3 separate regions of the Mus musculus genome follow, and all the other regions are linked to region 1. The links are chromatin contacts, called in public HiChIP or PLAC-seq maps. All regions are on one chromosome and are shown on one strand. The core of a region is the stretch at or near the end of the contact, and the rest is flanking DNA. Distances in the headings are between cores, read along the strand shown.

Evidence for each region. HiChIP or PLAC-seq counts read pairs in DNA pulled down with a chosen protein or histone mark.
Region 2: a contact with region 1 is called in an H3K4me3 HiChIP or PLAC-seq map of bone marrow-derived macrophages, with 3 times the contacts expected there. The contact joins the promoter of Nin here to the promoter of Klhdc1 in region 1. A contact is called at or near these places in 3 of 115 datasets of contacts at active chromatin or transcription factors (bone marrow-derived macrophages, memory CD8 T cells and stem cell-derived neural progenitor cells).
Region 3: a contact with region 1 is called in an H3K4me3 HiChIP or PLAC-seq map of bone marrow-derived macrophages, with 3 times the contacts expected there. The contact joins the promoter of Pygl here to the promoter of Klhdc1 in region 1. A contact is called at or near these places in 1 of 39 promoter capture datasets (pre-B cells) and 1 of 115 datasets of contacts at active chromatin or transcription factors (bone marrow-derived macrophages).

What each region holds. Positions count from the first base shown.
Region 1 is chr12:69,239,712-69,243,315 of GRCm38.p6, forward strand. It overlaps Klhdc1 (kelch domain containing 1), which reads left to right and starts at 2,121. Exons shown (of 13, transcript NM_178253.5): 1 at 2,121-2,302. The coding sequence starts at 2,207.
Region 2 is chr12:70,100,859-70,104,437 of GRCm38.p6, forward strand. It overlaps Nin (ninein), which reads right to left and starts at 1,996. Exons shown (of 29, transcript NM_001081453.1): 1 at 1,793-1,996. The coding sequence starts at 1,975.
Region 3 is chr12:70,225,786-70,229,017 of GRCm38.p6, forward strand. It overlaps Pygl (liver glycogen phosphorylase), which reads right to left and starts at 1,898. Exons shown (of 20, transcript NM_133198.2): 1 at 1,556-1,898. The coding sequence starts at 1,798. It overlaps F730035M05Rik (RIKEN cDNA F730035M05 gene), which reads left to right and starts at 2,056. Exons shown (of 5, transcript NR_045174.1): 1 at 2,056-2,593.

The DNA.
Region 1 (3,604 bases), core at 871-3,370:
ACAGGGCATGTGGCTGGGTAGTAGCAGCCTAGTCAGGTTTGAATAGCTCAGAACCTGGCCAGCTTAGGCTTGTTAATAAAAATACTAGGTCTCTGTGTTATTTATTTGGGAGCTAAAATGGGCTAGAGCACCCATAGAAATGCCCTTCAGTTATTAGCAGGCAAAGGGGATGTAAGAAGAAAAAAAAAAACCTCAATAATTGCTTTTACAGAAGGTTTTGGGTTTTGCCTGCTTGCCCTCTCCTTGCTAGCAAGTCCATTCCTTCACTGGCGTCAGAGCCTACTACTTCAGGATCCAGCACAGAATAAAGTCCAGCTGAGACATCCAGCCTTGTGGACCAAGCAACTACTGGATTCTTGGACTTCTGGTTGGACTTCCGGTTCACAGCCAGCCATTTTTGGATTAACTGCGCTGCAGGCTGTAAGTCCTTTTAATAAATCCCCTTTCAATATATAGAGATGCATTCTATAAATTCTGTTATGCTAGAGACCAGATTAATACAGACGGCAAGTCTCTACTGCCAAAGACACTACATACTACATGTCTTTGCGGAAGAACATGGAAAATCAGAAGGATTGATCTGGTCCTTACTCCTGGCCAGCTTTCACCGTGCTGGGAAGGACTATGCTGGGGAAGAGCTGTAACCAACGCCCCCACCTTGCTGGGGATCCTGAAGTCTACAGTATCAACACATCAGGCCTGATGTTCCCACTGGGGAAGAAACTATTATGGGTACAGCCAATTATTTTCTGACTGGATTTGTGGATCGTTCCACAAGAGGGGAATTGGTGCCGTGTTCTGTAAACCCGGTCAAAAGCCCATGGCTGGGGGAAGACCATAGATTTTTGAAAGCTGCTGCTCTTTTGCTAAGTTCTATGTGTCTGTCAAATTGCCTTCTAAATAGTTGTCTTTATACCCGTCCACTAGTGTAGTTGTCATCTTTGGTCAATGAGGTTTCTGTTTTTAAATGGGCAGTCGTTACTGTAGAGACAACTGGTTAAAAGTGCTATTGAATGTCCAGCCCTAGAGGGGCATCCTACCCAAGCCTCAGGGACCATCGTGGAAGGTGGAGGGGCAGATGGCAAGAGGTGGTGGGTTGTAGAATTATCACCGCGATTTAGGGTTGGGGGAGGGGCTCCCTGCCCTCCGTGGTTTTAAAGGCAGTTAACAGTTGCAAGGAAGGGGGGGGGGTGTTTCAAGCTCCCACCCCCAGCTTTTGTAGGCAGTTAACAGTTGCTAGGCAGAGACATTTTATTCAGTGGAATAGCTATGCTCATGTAACTGTAATTAAAATCATTGGTTCTTCAAGGAAGACTTGAGGTTCGCTCCTCTCCCCAGAGAAAATGTATACAAGTGGGAAATGAAAGATGCAAGACAATAATGTTTCCTTTCGTGTTTAGAAAAGGGGAATTGTGCCTGTGTTCCCACATAATATCACCACGAAGAAATAATAGAACACTCAGTGCCTCAGGTACCAACACCTTCTACAGCGATTAGCACGGAAGTACACGTGAAGAAAACCAGGGACACCCAGGCCCTACAAAAGCAAAAAAACCTCATATGCGTCTTGAAACCATGTATTACCGAGGCTGAAGCAGAACTGGCATTGGAGCACTGCTCGTGTTAAAAAATGATCTCTCTCACACACACACAGCCAGGAGGATGCTCAGGTCAATAAGCTGGCCCAGTTGGGGTTCATAAACCCAATACTTTGTACAGTTGTGAGAAGAAGAAGAAAAAGAAAGCTCACTTTCCAAATGAACACCATGGAGCTGGAGAGATGGCTCAGAGGTTAAGAGCATTTGTTCTTGCAGTGGACCCAGGTTTGATTCCCAGCAGCCACATTTCACAATTGCCCATAATTCCAGGTCCAGGATGTACACCATACATACATACATACATACATACATACATACATACATACATACAAGCAGAACACTCACATACATAAAGTAAGTTCATGAGAAACCATTCTTGATTAATAGAGCCCTAAGAAGCCCAGACAGTGGCTGCAGAGAGGCTTCAGGGAGAGGTTTGCAGTGTCTTCGCAGCGCCCGGTGCTCCCGGGAGCGGCCAGGCCCCGGTCCGGGGCGGTGGCCGCGCAGACGCGCAGGTTCCTCGGTTCCGCCTCCGCCAATCTGGACCCTCCTCGCGTTCCGTTCGCGCGTGCGAGCGGGCGCCGAGCTGGCTGGGCCCCGGAGGGCGGATGGCGGACCCGCAGGCGTTCTGCGTGGCCGAGGAGCGCAGCGGCCACTGCGCAGTGGTGGACGGACACTTCCTCTACGTGTGGGGGGGCTACGTGGTAAGGGGAAGGGGCGGGCGCTGGGGCGGCGCGGGAGCGGAGGCAGGGGGATGACGGCCGGCGACGCAGCACTCCCACAGGCTCCCAGGCGAGCCGCCTGCCGTGCTGCCCACATCGCTCCCGCTCCCAAAGCCACAAAACGGGGTTTCGGGGTGCGTGACCCCTCCAGCCTCCGTGGCTCAGGACTGGAGAGGACCCCAGAACGTCGTGCCGCGTTGTTTGGTATCATTGCCACCGTGCTACTCAAAATACGGAAGTCACCAAGCAGTTAAATTTATCAGCTATTTTTAGTGGCATTTCTTTGCTAATTAAGTACCTCTGGAGTCTCAAAATAGATTCGTATTCGCAACACTCCACCACAGAGTTTTGTGGCTGAAAATTCGTATTGCCATGGCGGTTGGAATGTGTGTTTGTTTTGTTTCTATGATCGTAGGATGATAACAAGGATTATCGAGTTGGAAAAATAATTCAGGTGTACCTGCCCACCCCGTTTGTTTACAGATTAGAAAATAAGCCCTACGGAATCTCTTCTGCAAATAGAAGATAACATCTTCTGACCTCCTCAGTGCCCTTAAATGACAGACCTGTAACACAACGAAATAAAGTGCATACTGTGTGTGTTAAGAATTATCAGGTCCGAGTGGGTTTTGTTGTTTTGTGTGCTTATTCCTAATTTAGTGCAGTATAAGTAAAAAAGAAAAAAAGAAAAATTGGTTTTTTGTGTGCCAACTATATCTGGTATGTCCTAATCATATGGGATTATCGACTAGGGTCTAATCTGTAATGTTAATTTTTAAAATTTATTTTATGTACATGAATGTTTTGCATATATACATGTGTGTGTATGTATATATGTATGTGTGTGTATATATATATGCATCCTGTATCCATGGAGGTCAGAAGAGGGTGTTAGGAGCTGGCATTACAGATTGTGCTGGGAATCTAACCCAGGTCCTCTGCAAGAGCAACCAGTGCTTTTAACTACAGAGCCATCTCTCGTGCCCCACATCTTCATTTTATAAAGAAAGGCATTGACCCTTCAGTGGTCATGTGACACTGGGGGCTGCATTCTGGAGCTTTATTTTGCTTTGTTAATTATTTGAGACAGGATCTCAGACTGCAGCTCACACTGCCTGGCCTGGAATTTCATGTGTAGCCCAGGTCAGGCTCGGATTCAGGATAAGCATCCTGTTTGTGCCTCTCAGGTGTTGAAACAAACAGGAGCATGAGCTACAGCTAGCTCTCCCATCCAGAAACAAAACCCAACCAACCAACCAGACAAACCCACAGATCTCAAGTACC
Region 2 (3,579 bases), core at 746-3,245, 860 kb after region 1:
TTCATAAAGATGCAAATTTAACCATACTGTGTTAATTCATGACAATGCTGTCTCTCAAGACAAACACCGGGGGCCTCCCACATGAAATCAATATGCAGACATCTATTTGACTTTATCACCGGCTCACTAAGTAAATACCACACTGTAGACCACTTAGGTACTCACTATTCAGGCAAATAGCCGGTAAAAAGCAGGTTGATGGTGTCAAGCCATTAACAAATCAATCGATAACTGCTCCCTGGTCTGGGCTAACATCTGGAGAGCAAATTGTAAGCCAGCTGCTAGAACAGAATCTTTGTGCAGTGGAGGATCCCCTTGTACTCTGAGAGGGGTTCTCAGGGAGACCATCGGCCAAAGCCTGGCTCCTTGTGCTTTTTGAAGCACTAACAGCAACTACGCCTCCATCCCAAAGGCCTGCAACCTGAGGACCACACTGGGAGATGCTACTCTGTTCTCCACTATGCCCAAAACCCTGGAGCACATGAAATAGAGTAAATGGTTTGACCTTGCATATTGCTGTTTTTACTATTTTTCCAAATGAGTCGTTTTAGCATTTTCTAGGAAATACTCATATACTCACAAACATTTAATCTTCCTCAAAGTGATCAAGAGTGGCCCTACTTTTTGCAACAAAATCTTCTTTTTCCTGAAGTGTGAACTATTTGGCCTCACATGTCAATCCCCCAATATCCTTTTTTTCTTTATGCTTCATGGTTAGTGCTGTGTCTGCCTCCTTCATGTGACACGCATCTAATACTTCTATGCCTTGGGACACTTATCCACATGTCTGTTGGAAGACCGTGAACAAGGAAGGAGGAGGAGGTGCATCTGGCAAAATCAAACGACGCTTCAGGACTGTTTCCCGGAGTAACAGCGCAGGACAAACCTGTGTACTGGGTGTCGCCATTAGCAACATTTTTCTTCATTTTGCCTGGCCTAGAGCCAAAAGGTGGGGAGGGGGGAACTCTACACAAAGCATTGTAAAGGAGGTTGAACTAAAGGCATTCTCAGACTGCAACAGACTATCTGTCCTTCTCACTGCTAGGGACTTGGGACAAGTTGGGGGGTGGGGGGGGACGGACCTCTTTCCTCTTTCTCTTGCCTGAGACTTAATCTAGGGGAAAAGCATGGCCTGGCCAAACGTGGAAGTTAACCAGTTTGCACACACACTCGCCATGCATGTTGGGTTGGACTGGAGACAGCCTCTGCTTTGTGTACTTCCTGTCTTCCTTCCTGAACGGAAGATTCAATCTTCACCTCAAAATGACCCACACAAAAACCAGCTTTTAGAAGATCATTCAGAAAACCTACTTCTACTTCCTGTGAAGGGCAGCTGTCTTCCCGCCTTTCTTTCTTTTCCAATGAAATCTCACCCACAAAGAACAAGGAAAAAAAGTCTGAGCCGGGCGTGGTGGAGCACTCCTTTAATCCCAGCACTCGGGAGGCAGAGGCAGGCGGATTTCTGAGTTCGAGGCCAGCCTGGTCTACAAAGTGAGTTCCAGGACAGCCAGGGCTACACAGAGAAACCCTGTCTCCAAAAAAAAAAAAAAAAAAAAAAGTCTGGGAAACAGTCAATTTCTCCTGTTACCCATAATGCTCAGTGTACAACTTAATTCCAAGTGCAGACTAAATCTAGCATTGCCCTTATCACGAGAGCAAACTACACGCCCCAGGCTAACGGCCAGGTTGCAAGAGACAAGTTGCAACACACCTGTGGCTTGCCACCAACCCCAGTACTCTGACAGAAACCGCGCCCCACTTCCAACCAACTCTGTTCTTCCCCAGATCTTACCCTGCCCAAGAGGTTGTCCTGGAGTAGCGTCTGTTGCAGCACCGGGCCCACATCCTCCAAGCACAGCACGTGGCAGAGGTCAGTGAGCTCCTCTTGACCCAGAGACCCAGTTCCCAGGGTGTCAAAACTGTCAAACAGCTCCTTGAGTCGGGCTTCATGCTGGTCCTCCTCCACCTCATCCATCCCATAGCCCACAGCGCTCACCTGTGTGGGACATGAAGGAAGACAGGTTGGGACAGGTCACAATTGGACGGACACATGAATCTTCCCCAGCTCTACCTGGACACACACATCTCCCCCCCCCCCCCCCAAGTCCCATCAGCCACTTGGAACACTCTGCAGCAAGGCCCTGCCTGGCCAGTGGTACTTGTACACACACCAGCACGAGGGCACAACTGTACCGCTACAATGGAGTAGCATTCCTAGCAGGAAGGGTTTAGGCAGGCAGTCCTCCTCCTTCCTGACAGGCAAATGGCCTGTCTCACACCTGAAAGGGTTTCTCACCTATCAGCCTGGGGACTCAGGAAAGTGAAAGTCTCTTCTACCAGCCGGTCAGGTCAGATGAGATAATTATTAGTATTCAGTCACTACGGTGGTCAGAGCTGCCAGACAAGTCAGCAAGCTGTAGACAACCTCCCCAGATGCTGGGATCTGAGGTGTGGCCAACTTTCACTCCATTCAGCCTAGGTATTCCACATCACAGCTACATCAGAGGCACTGGCTGAGCCATCTCCCTATTTATGCCACCCAGAAGCCTTTGATTCAAAAAGCAGCTCAATTAGCCCTGCTGGTGCAATTACACACAGCAGGCAGAAAGTATTCCCCCAAGGCTCTCTTTTGCCCCAGGGTGTTCTAGGTAATGCTTAGTTGCCTAGAGAAAGGGTAAAACACCGCCCACCTTTCCTGAGGAGCCACTGGCTGTTTTGGGAGAGTTGAACAGCATCTCTGAACTCCTCCACCGCCAGCAACTCACGCTTCATTCCCGACTGCTCAGTCTTTCATTACTGATTCCCGGGTCCCAGCCTTTCACCCCCCCCCTAGAATCAGTAAAAACCTGACATCACCAAAAGCTTTCAGTCATCTTTTGCTAAAAATAAAACCACACAAATCCAGGTATTTTACTTCAAGGATAAGATGTTCACAGGCCGGGCGTGGCGGCGCACGCCTTTAATCCCAGCACTTGGGAGGCAGAGGCAGGCGAATTTCTGAGTTCAAGGCCAGCCTGGTCTACAGAGTGAGTTCCAGGACAGCCAGGGCTACACAGAGAAACTCTGTCTCAAAAAAAACAAGGAGAAAGAAAGAAAGGAAGGAAGGAAGGAAGGAAGGAAAGAAAGAAAGAAAGAAAGAAAGAAAGAAAAGAAAGAAAGGTAGATGGATCTCTGTGAGTTCACAGCAGCAGGGCATACAGAGCAAGTTCCACACAGAAAACCCTGTTTCAATTAAGAGAGAGAGAGAGAGAGAGAATGAATGAACGAAGACAAGTAACACACATACAGAGTTTAAAAAGAAAAAAATGAAAAAGATCTTTCCTTCTCCTTGTACACAATAATCAATTTTTAATGTGCTGGATCCAGCCCAAATGCTGCACACCTGGAAGCAGCTTCCTGATGCAATCGAGGGTGCCAAACGCACACATACCCTTGGGATGGTGACCTCAGGCGTCTGCAATCAGGCTTTCAGCCAACCCCATGACTACAAAACACAGCACCTTCCCCAGGGCTTGGGGGTGTAGCTCAGTGGAACATCATAGATGCTTAGCATGTGCAAGGCCCTGGGTCCAACCCCCC
Region 3 (3,232 bases), core at 648-3,147, 990 kb after region 1:
GGAGCAAGGCTGGGGAAGGAGCTTGGGCACACCTCCTGGTTTTACCCAAGTTCTCTTCGAGGACTGTAACTGTCCAGTTTCCACAGAGACCATCATGCAGCAAACACTACGATCCTGCATGAAGTCAATTTTTAAGAACTTCCAAGCTCTTCTAAGAAGAGTTATGCAACATGTTTGCTGCTACTCTGCCCTTGTATAGGAAGGAAGAGTCAGGAGAAAAACTAACCATTGAACCAGGAAGATTACCCGTGGAGCAGAAACAACCTATCTCTCTGTGCTGGGATGCTAAATGCTACAGAGTAGCGGTTGCGTTTGTGTGTTTCCAAAATGTTGCTCCAACTCAGGCAAGTCCTGTACCACCTCTAAAAAATTCTAACTCAAGGTGCAGCTTGTTGTACGGATAAAAAGACACAGTCATGAATGTGGACCTGAAGTCTTTTCTAAGCAAAGGTTTAGAGTTGGAAGGATACAAATTAGCAGTTGTCCTGTTTGGGTAGCAGTCTGCTAGGCTCTTAGAACCACAGTATCTTACTATAGGAGTTTATCCCTCAGTCTTGGAAATTTCCTATAGTTCTCAGGCACAAATGGTAGAGATAGATTTTCTCGATGTTCTTATGTATTTAGAAACGCCTAAGTAGTAAGTATGTATCCGCATTTCCCATTGCCACCAGGGTCTGCTGTTCATCTTTTCCAACTTAACTCCAAAGCCAGTTTTTCCAGCTTTCTCTTCCAAAACATTCACCACACCATCCCCCATAAGGCTGCTGCCGCCTTGCACTCTCCCTGTCCGCTCCTCCCCAACCTTTCACATTAGCTCTGGTTCTCTTCCAAGACTGGTCATGATGGGGTGGTGTTCCTCCACATGTCCACCACCCCAGAGACTCCGCATTCTGGCCCTTGGTAGAAATAGGAGCTGGTTGCCTAAATGTGGTGTCCCCCACATCTCTGGGGCCTCCACAAGGCTTCTGGAAGGGAGAAGGGTGTTTTTACAGGGATAGCTTCAGGTGAGTCTCTTGGCAAGGCCCATCAGGCAGTCAGCACAAAGTTCAGGAACTGCAGTCTCCACTCGGTCTGGGCCCTGGGCCGGGACCTCCCCCATCTTTGTTGCACAGCTAAGCTAGGCAGCCCTGAGGCCTGGGCAGGGTCACTATTAGAGGAACTCTAAACTTCCCTCTCCTTTCCTTAAACACTAAGCTTGACCCTCTAAGGCTAGGCTTTTGTATGTTTTTGTTTTCTGTGCCCCTTCCCGGCCCCCTGGACCTGAGCGGATTGTCAGGGCCCCCGGAACCTGGACGGATCACATAGGAGGCGCAGGATCCCCCTTGGTTAAGTGCTGAGCAAACTCCATAGTTTGCTTAGTTCGCCAGAGAGGGAAGCGTGGGCTCTTGCCACCAGCTGGTCTCCGGATCTCACACCACAGTGGAGCCCTGAGGATGGCACACCGCTGTGGGGGAGGTGGAAGGGATGGCCGAGCCTATGTCCTGCTGCTGGCCTAGACTTCGAGACCAGGACAGGGAGTGGAGGGGAGGGGGGACAAACGCCCTTCGCCTGGTACCTTGGGACACTTGTCGTAGTAGTGCTGCTGTGTACGGATCCAGCGCCCCACCAGGTGGTCGCGCACTGTGTGCGCAAGGGCGAAGTAGTAGTCGCGGGGGGTGGCCACATTGCGGTCCTTGACCAGAGTGAAGTGCAGGTGACGGTTGAAACCCTTTTTCAGCTCGGCCACATTCTCTACGCCCACGATGCCTCGGATGCTGATCTGCCGTCGCTTCTCCTGGTCGGTCAGGGGCTTTGCCATGGTTGCGGGCGGAGGGAGCACAGAACGGTCTCCGGGCTGCAGGACTGGCCTCCTCCCTTCCTTACTTGCTGCTTTTGAGACGCTGGGGAGTTGGGGATCCGCCCCTCTCCGGGTTCCCGCCCACCCGTGGCTCCCAGAGTGACGCCCCCCCAGGGGGGCGTGGGAGCCCCAGGGCGGTGCTGCGGCTGCGGGCACCGCCCCTCGGCCGCTCCCAGAACGTCCAGGTCACGTAGTGCGCAAAGGCTCTGACCGCGTCTCTCGGTGTGGAAGGAGGCCTCGGCTGGCTCGCTTGTTGAGTTCCCAGTAAAGCCATTGCCTCTTCTCAGTGGGTTCCACGGTTGCTTCCCAGGGTGACATTGTAGGGTCAGTGTGATTTAACCCTGATTGCCCCGGTCTTGCTTCCCAGTTTTTAGGCATAGTACTATCCTGGGTTCTAAGGGGGCCTTGGTTGGTTGGTTTATTTATTTTTTTTCTGAGGACGCAGGACTGGGGTTTCTTGACTCCTAGGCCCAGGCTGGACTAACCCACAGTAGTTGGCCACAGTTGGTGTAAAAGTCAAGGGGTCTGTTGAGAAAGCTTTAGTCTCAGTGGGGGACAAGACTTCGTTCGATTTGAGACCCCTTGTTTGCACTGCTCTTTGACCAAATGAGGCATAAGGATAAGAGGGCGTGGGGGAAGGGGAGGGAGGGAGAAGGAGAGAGCACTCCAGGAACCAGTTGTCCCGTGTTCAGGAGACATACTGGTGTGTGATCTTTATACCAGATCCGAATGTGATGGTGTTTAAACTTTGGAAAGGTAAACATGAGGCATTTTAAGATGTCAATTTTTTTTTTCTCAAAATGTATGTACTGTACGCGTGTGTCCTCAAATGTGCACACAGACACGTAGTGGTCCAGGGTTGGTTCTCTCCTCTCGTGATGGTTGCTGGGATCGATCCAGAGCGGTCAAGCTTGGCAGCAGATGCCTTTACCTGCTGAGCCATCTAGAGGGTCCGTGTCAGCCTACCTGCCTGCCTTCTTTCCTTCCTGTCTATCACTCCTTTCCTTCTTTCTTTTCTTTCTTTTTTTCTTTCTAAACAAAGCTAACTATTAGAGGCCAGAGAAGGAGTTTGGTTACTTAATTCATATAAACCAGCTATTACCCTAAAAGTGAAAGTTTTACTGTCACAGATCTAACTGCGGTTTCAGATCCTGGTCCTTCCAGCTTCCAGGGTTTTGGCTCCAGCCTTTGGGGCAGATGAAAACTAAGTGGCTTCATGCAATGGCTTTGAGGACAGCATGGTCCTATGAGACAGGGTAAGGGTTGGATTTGATTGAGCCAGAGATACCCAGAGCTGAGAGTGAGTGCAGAGTTTGGTCAGAATGCTTGACTTAAAGCTAAGAGGCTGTGAGCATCCACTTCTGTATTTGCCAGGTATTGGCATAGCCTCACAAG